Regions from separate parts of the Mus musculus genome. Here regions 2 and 3 are each linked to region 1. A link is a contact called in public Hi-C and HiChIP or PLAC-seq data. All regions are on one chromosome and are shown on one strand. Each heading gives the region's core, a stretch centred on a gene start, on an enhancer-like site or on the middle of the called end of the contact. The rest is flanking DNA. Distances are from core to core; before and after follow the strand shown. Region 1 overlaps Gm51969 (a long non-coding RNA gene). Region 2 overlaps Setd3 (SET domain containing 3). Region 3 overlaps Bcl11b (B cell leukemia/lymphoma 11B).

Region 1 (4,469 bases), core at 1,197-3,696:
CTCAGCTCTCCCGGCTCTCATGGCAAGTGCTTGATCTGCTGGCCCACTGTCAGCCTACATTCTGCTTTTTATCCATATAAAACTCCCATATTGGAAAGTGTGTGACTCATCTCTGGCACGTGTCCTTGATATATAAAGAGCGTCTGCAGATCATTAATATAAGAACAAGCAGCAACCCAAGGTAGAAATACAGAAAGAACACTGTGCAGTTCCACCTTAGCATTTGCCATCTCATTCCAACACAGCTCACAAGACGTCTCTCTTTGAGACTTTCTTTTTTTCTTTTTTCTTTCTTTTTTTTTTTTTGTGGTTTTTTCGAGACAGGGTTTCTCTGTGTAGCCCTGGCTGTCCTGAAACTCACTCTGTAGACCAGACTGGCGGTGCCTGATCAGAAATGATCCACTTAGATGTGCGCTTCAGACACAATGCAAAATATTTTTCAGTACCATGATATTTGGAGGCTGAAAAGACAGAAGCAGCCACTGGCATAGCGGCACCCTCTTGTAATTCAGGCATGCAGGGCAATGTAGGCAGGGACCTGGGAAGTTTGAGGCTACCACAAAGGATGGAGATGGTGCTCAGCCTCAAACAAACAATTGGAAGAAGGGGGGGAGGCTAAGGGGAGATACTTTTTTATTTCATGATTTATTCTTATTTATTAATTCTCTGTGTTTAAAGTGAAAGCAGAAAGGTACTGAATGGTTCGCTCCGAATGTTAGCATCTGCCAATGGGAGGATCTGCTGGTTTGGGTGTAAGAGAGCTCCGGCTGTGTTATGGTCTATACAGAGACAAACACCGAAAGTACTATGCAGGCATTCATATTCTATTCTAAACACAGAAAAACCAGAAAACATAGAAGAAAGTACATTGTGCTCTGACGGGTGAGACTGTAATTAATTTTATTTTGATTTTGTATGAACATTTTTGCTTGCTTGGTTATTTTATTTCATTTTATTTTATTTAGACAGGGTTTCTCTATGCAGCCATAGCTGTCCTGGAACTCATTCTGTAGACCATTGCTGGACTTGAACTTAGAGACCCAGCTGCCTCTGCCTCCTGAGTGTGGGGGTTAAAGGCGTGCGCCACCCCTGACTGCACACATTATTTTTTTAAATCTTCATTGTAACTCTATATGTGTATACACATATTCTCTGCATACATTACTTAAACTCTTTGTTTAGATGTCTTTTTTTAGCTTTCTTACTTTTATTCCTTAAAAAAAAAAACCCAAGGATATAATGAGGCATAATTATGTAAATACCGCATATTTATCTGTGCAGTGCTTTTAGATGCATGGTGGTCTCCGTGTATGCCTGACTCTCTCCAGGAAGCCAGGCCTCCAAGTTAGAGTTCCCATTTTACAGATGAGACAATGAGGCCCTGGACAGTTCAGTGAGATGAAAAGCAGAGTAGGAAGAACCTGTCAACTACTGTGCATCGTGGGTTAGCTTAGGAATACACGTGCTTGGTATATAAAGTGTAGCAAGGGCCCTGAACCCATGGGGATGCCAAACCTGGCATTCAGAGAGTGCACCAAGAATTGGGTCCTTTAGGAATTCCCGCCAACGCTTAGAGGAGGTGTGGGGGTGGTGGCGGTGGGGAGGAGTGTCTCTAGTGTGACTTTTTCACTGTGCAGTAAAGTCTCTCTCAATTTAACTTCTTCCTCTCCCATTTCATGTGAGTGTCTCTGTGTGTATCTGTTTCTGTGAAGAGCATGAGCCGGAGGGTGCCTATGTGTGCTTATATGTGTGTCTAATAAGCCCAGAGATCGAGTCCGGTGTCTTCTACCACACGCTCTCTCAATGGCCCGGGGCTCATCCAGCAGACTAGGCTGCCTGACCATTGATCTTGGGGTCTTGCACATCGCTGCCCCCGCCCCGTGATGGTATTACAAAGTGTGTCATCAGACCTGGCTTTTTATGTGGGTTCCAGAGCTCAAGTCCCCATTCTTGCTCAGCAAGCATTTTACCCAGGGAGTCATGTCCCCAGCCCAGCTGAGCTTCTCTATATAAACTCTGAACTCAGGCCCGAAAGCACACTCTCTTCCTCATTCACTATCGTCACTTTTTTTTTTTTTAATTTTTAAAATCATCACCCTTTTGTAAACTGAAACATGGAAACCAAAAACCAAAACGACAGCAACGCTTGAGCCTCTGAAGCCTGGCGGTGGTTTGACGGGGCTGTTCGGGAACCTCTGCTTGTGTGTTCCTGTGCCCCCTCTCCCAAAATGTGCCGCAATCAGAAGGCTCAAAGCTCCTCGCTGACTCCCCTACAGCTCTCAGAGTTAAAGCCCTTGCAACGACCTCTGAACTCCAGCCAGATCCGCGGTGTCTGCACCACTTGCCTCTGATAGTTCTGCTCCAAACAGGGTCTCTCTGGCTCAGCCCTAATACCTCTTTGGTCCTAGGCCTTCAGATAGGTTCTGCAAGGTGCAGTTTCCATGGCTTTCCCCCGGAGGCGCATGCGCACCGCACCTTCCGTTGCATCTTACTAAACCATCCCCTTTCAATACGAGCTTCCTCAAATTCCAGCTGCGTAGTACCAAAGTGCCAGGTTGGGTCTGAGCGGGGATACCCCACAGGGACAGGCATTCTATAGCTGTGCTTACCGCCGGGGCACCAGACTGAGGAGGACGTCAGTCCTTAATGCAAAACTGCCTTTAATTGTTCCTTGCAGATCTGAGCAGAAGGAAGCACGGGTTCTCATCTTTTAGCCTCGGTGACCTCTGACCTCTTATCAGAAGGACGCAGGCCAGGCCACTAGCAAGTTAGGAAGCGCTGTCCCGTGTTATCGCTGAAAGCTACGCATTTTCTTGCGAGACAAACATTATTTGAGGCCACGCAAGTACACACTGCACCTCTGGAGTTAGGCTGTTTTTCAAGGCTGGGGACAGGTCGCTGTTATTTTTGTTGTGTGTTTTTTTTTTTTTTTTTCATGGCTCTTTTTAGTCTTCCACCTGTTTACTGGGTTTGCTGGGCTCAGCCTCCAGAAAACAAGACAGAAAGCACCTCTCTGTGTTGCGTAGATTTAATACGCTCCGGGGGAACCCAGCACTGGTGGGTTAAGGAACAGGAATGTGCTCCCAGTTTAGGAAAGACAGTTCTTCAGCTTGAGTTTGTTTGGATGAAAACAAGACGGGCCCACATTTCTGTGTAAATCTGAAACCAGACAAGTTTCACACAGTTGCACATTTCAAAAAAGAAAAAAAAAAGAAAGAAAAAAAAACCGTTCTGCTCCCGTTTGGTGAGTATTCCGTGTATCGGGGGGAGGGGACCCCCTTAGACTTTCCAATGACAAAACGATTCCTCTTCTCCTCTCCAAAACCCTTTTTTGAGCCGTGTTCTCGGGTGTAGACTGGTTCTCTGGTGTGTATGGGAGTCTGGGATGCTGGAAGATGCTTCTATGAGATGTCAGCTCCGGGGCATGCTGTGGAACTTGCCAGAACAATCCCATTGCCCATAAATACAAAATCCTCTTTCTCACCCAGAGTGCCAGGTGCACCTTCGTCCAGAAAAACCTCAGCCTGGCCTAGGAGAATATTGTGTTCTGAGATTTTTCTGCAAATACACACACACACACACACACACACACACACACACACACACACACTTTCTCTTTCTGTCATTTTCTGTGTTAACCACATTCTTAAAACCTGGAGGCACGCCAATTTTTTTTTCTTGAAAACGGAAAAAAAATTCAAAAGTTTTTTTTTTTTTTGTAATTGAAATTCATGACAAATTACAGACAGTTTTTTTCTTCTTCCTGTCTCTTTTAGAACAACGTGTCCTTAGAAAAGAGCTTTCTTATTGAAATGGAACTTTGTGGAACCCGAGGAATGTGGCTGGGATGGATGGAGCTACCTGTCACTGCTGTGAGCCATGGCTGCCCACGCCCACAGGACCAGTGTTGTGCCTCTCAGAGCAAGACACTGTTGGAGGTCCAGTGGACAGGACCCCCCCACCCCCAATGAAAAGCAGAAACCGTTTGTTTCAGACCTGGGTGTTGGCCAGGTCAGGCTGGTGGGTGTGCCCAAGTGCACCTTGATTTCTGTCCAGGTAGTGCCTCTTCTAATATAGATGCAAGACAAAGGTCAAATAGCCACCCTGCGGTCCGGTACAACTCATAGTGTAATGATTGAGGGTGAGGTTTATCTTATTTAATTTTAATTTATTTTTGTTCAACTGTTTGGATTAAGATTGTCGCTGTAATTGCATTTACTAAAACCCTAGATAATCGTATGCCTCACAAATAGATTTTTTTTTCCCCTTCGAGGTCATACCAAGGCCATAACTTTGACCTTTTCATAAGAACCTGGTGTCTTCCAGCTCCTGGTGAATTCACTGCCACACGGTACAAATTTTAAAAGGTGCCTGCAGCATGTCTCTTTGTCTCCTGGTGTTTTGTGTGGATGTTCACGGAGTTTTTCCTTCTAACCAACAACCACAAATCTTCCTTAGAATGCCATGTC
Region 2 (4,469 bases), core at 1,241-3,740, 1.6 Mb after region 1:
GGTGCCACAAACAGTCAAAAGACAGAAGAGAGTGGGACAGTACCCTCAGTTGCAGCAGCCTTCCGTGCAGCTAATAATCCAGAGGACACTAGGATTGCAGGGGACAAGAGTGGCTTATTTTATTTTACTAGAGACTTCTGTATTATTTAATTCTTTTTGATTATTTAATATTGGAAATGAAAATAAATTTTAATGATCAACTCAGTTTGGGAAATAGTGATCTAGTTCCTATAGAGGGATAAGAAAACACAAGGGTCAGATATTTAAACTTCAAGCTTATCAGTTTAAAAATGTCTCTCTCTAAAGGAAAAAAAAGAACAAAGAATATAAAAATTATATGCATTAATGAAAGTGTAAAACATGCTACTATTTCTTAGTCCTGCTAATTAAATTAAGCATATCTAAATTAAGACAAAATGTAATTATAAAAGTATAATTCTTCCTAGCTACAGTTCAGATATTGTGAAGATCTGAAAGACTACCAGAATTAGCAGGAGGAATTTGCCTTGAGTGTTTGCTGCACAGCGCATGTGCTCAGGCCTCTGTATAGATGGAAAATAATCACTTTCAGCATTTCTTTAATCTATTTATAATATTGCTAATAATAACAAAGCAAGCTGGCACTGCAGAACAGGAATCAAACCCAACTCACCCTGCAGGCCAGCTATGCTGAGAACTTCAGAATGAGCTGGGTTTGTCAACCCCCCCCCCCCCCCAACACACACACCTGTGTGAGTCCTCATCAGAGAAAGCTTCCGCCCCATGTCATCTGGAACCCAAGAATGTGGAGGAACAGGACTTGCCCTCTTCCCTTACAGAACTGGCCACAGGAAGACGCTTCCTGTCTTCACTCAGCCAGCCACCAGGCAGCCCTGCACTTGTGCCCAGAGCCTAGCACACACACCTGCCATACACAGGCTCCAGAGCAAAGCAGGTAAACCATAGTGGCCGAGGAACAGAGCAGGGCAAGGGGCGAAAGGAGTCAGCAGAGAACAGAAAGAAAGAGCCATAGAGAGAGACAGAAAGATGAAAGGTTTTCTTCAATAAATTCCTACTTGTAAGAGAATAAAAAGCAAAGTGGCCCATTGAGCCTGTGGTCCAGTGAGACAAGAAATGACTGTGAGAGCTGGGGCTGGGGCTCAGACCATACAAACGCAGTCGCCGCAGTCTCTCACAGTGCTCTAAGATTGGAGTTTTCAGTCTTCAGTATGAAGAGACACCCAGCTTCTATTAGAGGCAGGCAGGGAAGAGCAAGGGTTGCTTCTGCTTGTCCTGGAGAGAGCTGGCAGGGGAATAAGGAGCCAAGGAGAATATGCACTCAGAAGCTCAGCAGCCCCCAGCCTCAACCCCAGGAAGAGATCTTTACCAGGCCATTGGTATGATTGCACATGTCCCATAAAGGAATCAGAGCCAAGGTCACCCGGGAACCATCCTCTGTAGGAATTTGGTTTTGCCGTGTCATAACTGATGAGACGGCCCACCTGTTACAAAAAAATAAAATAAAATAAAATAAACAAATTAAGAGTAAATTTGTGGAAAAGCCACCCCCACAAGAACACACTCAATTAGGAAATTGAGGTTGTGAGTGGCTGCCAGTTTTCAGGCTTTTTTGTACCATTTAGAACTAAAGGCAGAATTGAGAGGAGGAGGGGGCAGAATGGCAGGAAAGGAAGCCTGCACACAGCCCACCGAGTATGCAAAGGAACTAGGAGAAGCAGGGGTCTCAACCTACGTGGTGATGAAACTGCTCTCTCCAAAGCCAGCTCCCCCTCACCCAAACGCTGACTTCAGCGGTAGGCAGGGCTCTGAGCCTCACTGACCGACCAGTGGGTGCTGCTTCTCCTCTCTAACAGACCCCTCCACGGTGTGGACGAGGCATGGAACACGGCACTTTTATTACATAGCACAGTCCGTTAGCTCTATGTTCCAAAGAATCCCTGCTTCACACTAATGTTAATCTACTTAAAAGAGAAAAAGTCCTTTAGCAACACTTAACACTAATGTTAAGCCCAAACGCCCCTTGGCTACCTCAGGCAAGCTACTGGCATTACAGGTTCACAGCGGTTTCTTGGCAGCTGTCAAAACGCCAGTGCTTATCGAAGCCGCTCACCCTGGCTTTTGAGACCGCCCTATTTCAACACTGTAAGTGGTCGCAGCAGGCCACTTGCTGCCGAGCTGCCCTCACTTCCAGATCCTCAGAAACCACCCGCAACACAGCGCCCTCACAAACCTGTAGTCCTCGTAAGTGAAAGACTCCTTCAAGGGCAGTTTGTTGGCATGAGGATGGGTCTGGGAATCAACGGTTTTAGGAAGCAGAGGTGGGGGGGAAAAAAGGGAGAAAACAGAAATCAGTCAACAGAATTTCATTATTTAGCTGCTAACAGATCCTAACAAGAGCCAAATGAAGCAGGAGGCGTCCAGCCGCGCAACTGAGGGATCAGTGTGCTATTGTGCCCTCATACATCACTGTCAACTTAATTTGTTGTGCCCAGCGGCCGCCATAAATCTGCTCCTTCACACTTCCATCCGGAACCCACAGACACCACACAAGACAGTGTAAGGTGGACTGCTGCACAAAGGCAGGCACACCCTCTGCTACGAGTACGAGCTCTGAGGGAACATGGAGCCTGCAAAGCCAATAGGGAGGCTTGCCTCTCCCGGGGTCTCATGCTCTGCTAGATTTTATTCTCTTTGTATGTCACAAGAAGCAACACTTACAAACCCTCTAGTACGTTGGAAATACTCTCACATTCTCTAATAACACTTGATGACAATCGACTTAGGTGCAAATGAATTATTTACACAGTAAATGTGGATCAAACACAGGAAATCAAGCAAAGTCAAGTCTTGTGAGAGAATGAAGTAAATTATACAAGTAAGATAAAGATAACACAGACAATCATTAAATTACTTTTTTCTCTAAACAAAAGAACATTTGATAAAATATCCAAAACTTTACACATGGAAGAAAATTTTATAGCTTCACATTCCCTTTTTATAATGCCCTACCCCTTAGACCTGTAAGCACTTAAAACTCTGTCTCAATTAAGGAATTAAAGCTGTAACAGTGTGATTTTAACCTTAAGTTTCAGTTACAGTCTGAGACAGATTGCAGTTAAGTGATCAGATTAACAAACGGTTGTTTCTGAGCTGGAGACCAGATCTGCGGAAGCTGATCGTGTGCCTGCTAGTGTGGCTCCACGCAGCAGTTTTAACTCCAGGTACGGCACGGCAAGTGCACTGCAATTCATCACCGCTCCCTGTACTGTGCTGGCTGGTACTGTGCGCAGGGCAGTAGGGAATGAGGCAGAAGTGGCTCAAACCGTAAATCACTCAGAAAAACAAAAGCTTGTCCTTGGTGCATAATCTTAGACAAATTATATATTACAAAAGGGGCTAACTGGGTGTTAGCTCCCAGGTGCCTGCTTCTCCTCTCTTTATAGCCTCATTTTAAGCCTTTGGAAGAAAAGTCAAAATGTAAAACTGTATTTACATAATCTTTAAGATGCATGTTGGGCCAGGTGTATCTGTACATACCTGTAAACACCAGCACTTGAAAGGCTAAGATGGGAGGATCAGAAATGTGAGACCTGCCTGTGCTACCTAGCTAGTACCTGCCTCAACATAAATAAATCACAATGCGATAAAATGAATATTGTACTAGCAATGTGCAATTAAATAAGAGACTTTAAGGGGACGTACAGAACATGACAGGGCACTTCCAGTCTGGTTCAGGAAATGGTATGCTAGGGGAGGTCAGCCCCGCCCCACCGGCCTGCCCTGGAGCCTGTGCTCTGAGGATTCGAGGTATGCCTTCCTCTTACTTATCACATTTAGCCAAGACAGAGTCCAGATTTCCCTTTAAACATACTAATCACCATAAGGCCCTTTCCTCTTCTCAAAACTAACCTGGTAAGAAGAGACAAACTGCAAAATAGTAAGGAGAACGGATTCTATTGACCAATTTTCCTTTCATTTGTAATAAAGTGAAATCTCATTTTATCTTATGATTGAAAACTTTGCACACCCAAATTCTCTTTCCAAAGTCTAAAAGATGCAAAAATTTTATTTTTAAAAAATGTTTTAATTCTCTTAAACTATGGAATTTACTATGGCCTTTTGAAAGTTGGTAAATACCTATGTGAAATCTCAGAAATAATAAAATTTTAACACCCTCCCCACAAAAGGCTGATATTAAATAAGGGAAAAAATTGACAGTTTTCAGTTTTGAAAAGCACTTAAACATTCTTCCAACAGTTGAGTTTCTTTATCTTGGATTCCTCAAGAACATGTATGGCCACTCCAGGACTAAGAAGATGGAAGGCTAAACCAATGTGCACCTTCTAATAGTTTGCATATATCCTGCATGACCTAACAGTTCTGATAAAATCATTAAAAATAAAAACCTCAGTAAAAAAGATGTGTAAGTATATTTTCTGTGTGGTTATATAACATTTTCAGAAACAATT
Region 3 (4,469 bases), core at 615-3,114, 1.5 Mb after region 1:
GTAATTACGTTCAACCAAGTCGTCTCTTTACCTCCGTTTTCTGTACGTGGATGGTATTTAATACACATATTGTGAGCCTGCTTTTCAACCGAGTAGCATTTGATGGCCAAAAAAAAAAAAAATAAAAAATTAAATAAGTAAAAATTTTAAAAAATGAAAAAAAAATCACCCATTTCCTTTTAAGGGGGACAAAGCAGTCTGACAACCACCTCTTTAATTTTTTTTTTGACATGAAATTCATTTGCATCTTCTAACATACCAGAGGTCATGTGGGGTGTGTGCACAACAAAATACATAAAAATTAACACTTCGTGGGATAAATTTAATAAACGTGGTTATCACGTTAACACCGGCAATATTGATGATTACAAGTCAATCTAGCGAGCCCACGGCAGCGGACCTAACCGGAGGCTTACGTTCAGCTGAGACTTGTGCCACTATTTAATGTAATTAAAGATGCTGGCTGCACAGTCCTCAATGGAAATACCATCTTTGCTACAAAATATTTACATCAGAAATTGTGGGAAAGCATAGCATGCCTACTTTGATTTTATTGTGATTTTTTTTCTTCCTGGCCATCTTTGCAACAGGGCTGATGTGCCTGACCATGGACAGAATTCCTGCAGGAATCTTCCAGAGAAATCAGGTCCCACCTTCCTCCAGAAGCGGAGTGTTTATCTGCCACTTGCTTGGTTTTGAAATCGTTTCTTTTCATTTTTTAATCCACAAGCCTGCAGTTGGCTTTGATTACCCAGGAAGCCCTCTGCCTGGCAGACAGGACCCATCACGAGAGTGACTTTTTCACATGCCCCTAAAACAGCATCACGGGTTAAAGGCAGAGGCGGGAGGCTTGCGTACCTCATGCTGTACAGAACCACTGACTGTCAAGTTGGGTGCAGACAGGCTCCCACCCCGGGCCCAGGGTGACATTCCTTACTGGTACCTCAGAGAAAGAATTCGGCAAGTACCATTCTGAAAGCCTCCGGAACTAAACAGACCCAAAACTGAACAGAAGGAAAGAAAAAAAAAATTCATTGCACCGTATCTCCAAATCTGAGAAAATGAAGTCTTGGGACTGAAAAGAGCTTGACTCAGCTCTCCTCCGGGCTCAGAACAGCCTCTACACCTCCTACGGGTGCCTGCTGCCCTGAGAGAATCGAACAACAAAAACCCAGACCTTCCTTCTCTAACCTTGCCTGCTACAAACCCGAGTAGAAGCAGCTAGGAATCCTCCCCTTCCCTCCCCTGCTCCATGTGCATTTTAAATACCCCTTATTCTACACCCTAATTTCTTTGAGGGGGCAGGGGGGGAAATCGGTGTCACTAAAAAAACGTCACTCTGTTTTTGCAAAATCCATCAGCTTCTTTGGCAGCAGGGAAGGCTGGCTGGCATTATCCCCTCATTTGACAAAACTACTATTTCTGGGCACGGACTCAAAAACAGGTAGGAAGCAAATGCTGAGAAATACGGAAGTGGAAACAGCCAACAGCTTTTTCACTACCAAGAACGCCAAGCGTAAACATGATTTATTTAGCTGTGTGTAGCACGCCCGTCCTCCACTCAGCTACAAGCCCACTTGGGTTGAAGGGAAGGGTGGGTAGGAGGGGAACAGGAAGGGAAAAGCTGGGAAGACAAGAGGGAGAGAAGAGGCCATAGCTCCCTGGGGAGGCTCCTGAGCGGTTCCGGTTGTGAGTTTGAGGAGAACAAGAATATTATACCCCCAAAATATATGTACGTGTCAAAAGAAGGCAGCCCTAATCCGCGGGTTAATTAAGGAACCGCCACTAACAAAAGATGCAAGAGCCGACTCGTGCAAACAGAACGTGCACGGGCTTCTAGGCTCTCTGCTGCTCCCTGGCTTCTCCACACACCATTTGGGCTCCACGGAGTCAGAAGACGGTTTCATGCCAGATTCAGCCACAGAGAGAGCCTAGAACCTCGATACCTCCCTTTCGCATCCTTGCAGGCCTGCACGGAACGCAGGTCCGGATTCAATTACAGGTGCCACACGCCTGGCTGCAAGCCTACCCTCCGGTACGGTACAGATCTAGTCTTCTACTTCTATCTGCGATCCCCCACCCACCCACCTCCAGTCCAGCGGGTGGAACAGGAACTCTGAGGGTGCACACGCATTCACCCCATCCCAAACCGAAGCTGACAAACACATCAGATGCACAGCAAGGTCAGCAGACCTAAAGAGCAGAATTAGCCTGGAGCCTTCGGGTCCAGCAAGAGGTTATTATTAAAACTTGGATTCGGGTCACCCAGCATTGGCAGAGGGAAAAGAAACCAAGCTTCTTTGAATATAAAAACTGAAGAAAGAAAAAAAAAAAAAAGGTAAAACATTGGCCCCCTGCAGGCCACTGGAGACCGGCTTCTCCCTAGTGAAGGAAGGTACCATTTCATAGCCACCAGCTGCGGACTCAATGGGTACAGATGCTAATTTCTGAGAGCTTTGAGGCGGCAGAGAAAGGAAAGCCAGATCCGAGTTCCTTTTCACCTGCATTGAGCAAGACTACACATTTGAAGGCTGCCTGCTGTATACATTTCACCCAAGTCTGTATCCTATACCCACACACACACATACACACCCTCACCCCCATCTCGCTCCCTACCCTTCCGCGGCCAGAACCTAGTATCAGGAGGGGAAGAGGACATGTTCTGGGGTGTTCAGGTCAGGGTAACAGCAACACCACTAGGTATTAAGATAATGAATCTCTTCACGTTCCCAAAAAATAAGGAGCTGGAAGTGGGGAGCTACAGAGAAGGGCCTCTGAAGTGAATGGAGGTGGGGGAGGGGCGTTTCCTTGTGGTATGCCGTAAGCCTCTCCCCAAAGCCCCCAAATGCTTCCTCTTCGCATTAAAAACAACACCCTATACAAGCAGCTGTTGGATTCCTTTCCTCTTTGCAAATTAGTCACCCCGCCCCCAGGGCCCAAACAATAACAGTCTCGCTGGTATGATGTCTATGAAATCAGCCGTAGCTTCGCTCCACTCGCTTATGCTCCTATATAGATGGAGACTGGTTAGTAAAAAAAAAACACATCCCCATTCTACAGATACAGGCATCAGCTGAGGGACTGGATGGCCCTGGACCTTTAAAGGATAGGCCAGGCTGTGCGTCAAAGGTCCCAGACAGACTCCACCCCAGTGCCTAAACCCTGAGGTAACACCTGATGCTCCAAAAGCAACAAATATTTATCAAATGCCTAAGCAGTGCCATCAAGGGGAGCGGCGTTGTGGGAAAGCCTACAGGAACACGGAGATTTCTCCAAGCAGTGAAAGTGAAGGGGGTGGGCAGGGGTGCTGTTGCAGGCGCCGCCGCTTCAGCTACCGACCCCAGTGGCTGAACTGCCAGGAGATCCAGCTGACGGAGGGCTCCATTTCTATGCACACCTCCCACACACGGCTCCTGAACAAAGCCAAGCCAAGCCACCTGTGCCCTGAGGACACAGCTCAGGGCTCAGGACCTCATAGCCAGGCAGCGCTCTGTCACTCTAACACTGGCACCGAGGCAAGAAAGATCTACACACCCTTACCTCGAAGGATGGGGGAGGGGGGATAGAAGAGGGGCGGGGATGGGGGTGCTCGATGCATCAGCCCTAGAGGAAAGCCTTCCACTGTGAGGCCTTAAGGCTTAACTCAAATCGAGGTGAGGGAGAATCATGTATAATTTTTAAAATTCCTTTTGAGTTGTCAAAGTAAGGAAAGTAAGGAAAGCACAAGTGGTTAGCTGGCCTTCTCCTTGGGATGGTGGCCATTAAGTATGAACTGTGAACCCTCCTCCTCTCTCTCACACACCTAGCCTCCAAAGACACTGGATGCTCATCTCCCTTGACTGGGAAGAACACACACACACACACACACACACACACACACACACACACACACGGTGTTTCATCTTTCCTTCTGTAAAGGAACCCAGGTACATAACTATTAATCCGACACAGAACTGGCCTTTTCCTCCCAGCCCACTCTGAAGGCAGGGTTGTGATCTTTAGCCGTATTTACAGATATCCAAAGGCAGTTTCTGTCTTGTTGGAACTGTCATAAATGGACGTCTGAGAAATCCAGGAGCAAGTTCGGGCAGAGAGAAACCCTTCCTGTCCAGGACTGGCGGGTTTCCGTTCCAGAGAAGGACTTACTCCTCCCCAAGGCTTTTCAACAAATAAATTGACAAGTACCTTTAGACTCCATCAGAAAAGCCAGTTGCTCCAAGTTTGGATTAGCTAAACCTGTGCGTTTTGGTTTTTTTGTTTTGTTTTTTTCTTTTGAAGATCAACTTTCTCTCAAAATACCAGGAAGGTATTATTGACACAGAACCCAGACAGGGCAGAAGGCACAGCCTACCATCAGGCCCAAACTTTAAGTGCACGTGGACACACATTTTTTAAACCACCTTGCCTACCTACTGTTATAATGTATCGATTCAGTCTAGCTCAGACCTATTTCTGAAAAATGGAGAACA

The links. Hi-C and Micro-C count contacts between places; a contact is called where the count stands out from the background. HiChIP or PLAC-seq counts read pairs in DNA pulled down with a chosen protein or histone mark.
Region 2: a contact with region 1 is called in a Hi-C map of forebrain, with 2.9 times the contacts expected there. The contact joins two enhancer-like sites. A contact is called at or near these places in 1 of 39 promoter capture datasets (hippocampal neurons), 2 of 484 Hi-C or Micro-C datasets (cerebellum and forebrain), 2 of 115 datasets of contacts at active chromatin or transcription factors (astrocytes and embryonic stem cells) and 3 of 9 other capture datasets (embryonic stem cells, embryonic tail and embryonic trunk).
Region 3: a contact with region 1 is called in an H3K4me3 HiChIP or PLAC-seq map of forebrain, with 9 times the contacts expected there. The contact joins two enhancer-like sites. A contact is called at or near these places in 1 of 39 promoter capture datasets (embryonic stem cells), 2 of 484 Hi-C or Micro-C datasets (cerebral cortex and cortical neurons), 4 of 115 datasets of contacts at active chromatin or transcription factors (embryonic stem cells, forebrain, neural progenitor cells and 1 more) and 1 of 9 other capture datasets (embryonic stem cells).

What each region holds. Positions count from the first base shown.
Region 1 is chr12:106,472,220-106,476,688 of GRCm38.p6, forward strand. Gm51969 (a long non-coding RNA gene) reads left to right here. Exons shown (of 2, transcript XR_003950178.1): 2 at 3,777-4,469. Among named protein-coding and RNA genes, the nearest start is that of Gm32876, 4.8 kb to the right of the region's middle. Within about 2 kb of position 2,447, at least 30 of the 459 cell types and tissues checked have an H3K27ac peak or open chromatin away from gene starts, as enhancers often do. A contact at or near this core is called in cerebral cortex, cortical neurons and forebrain, where this site is marked.
Region 2 is chr12:108,116,876-108,121,344 of GRCm38.p6, forward strand. Setd3 (SET domain containing 3) reads right to left here. Exons shown (of 13, transcript NM_028262.3): 7 at 2,231-2,289; 8 at 1,367-1,481. Among named protein-coding and RNA genes, the nearest start is that of Setd3, 60 kb to the right of the region's middle. Within about 2 kb of position 2,491, at least 26 of the 459 cell types and tissues checked have an H3K27ac peak or open chromatin away from gene starts, as enhancers often do. A contact at or near this core is called in forebrain, where this site is marked.
Region 3 is chr12:107,974,842-107,979,310 of GRCm38.p6, forward strand. The region is part of intron 2 of Bcl11b (B cell leukemia/lymphoma 11B); the gene reads right to left. Among named protein-coding and RNA genes, the nearest start is that of Bcl11b, 26 kb to the right of the region's middle. Within about 2 kb of position 1,865, at least 39 of the 459 cell types and tissues checked have an H3K27ac peak or open chromatin away from gene starts, as enhancers often do. A contact at or near this core is called in cerebral cortex, cortical neurons and forebrain, where this site is marked.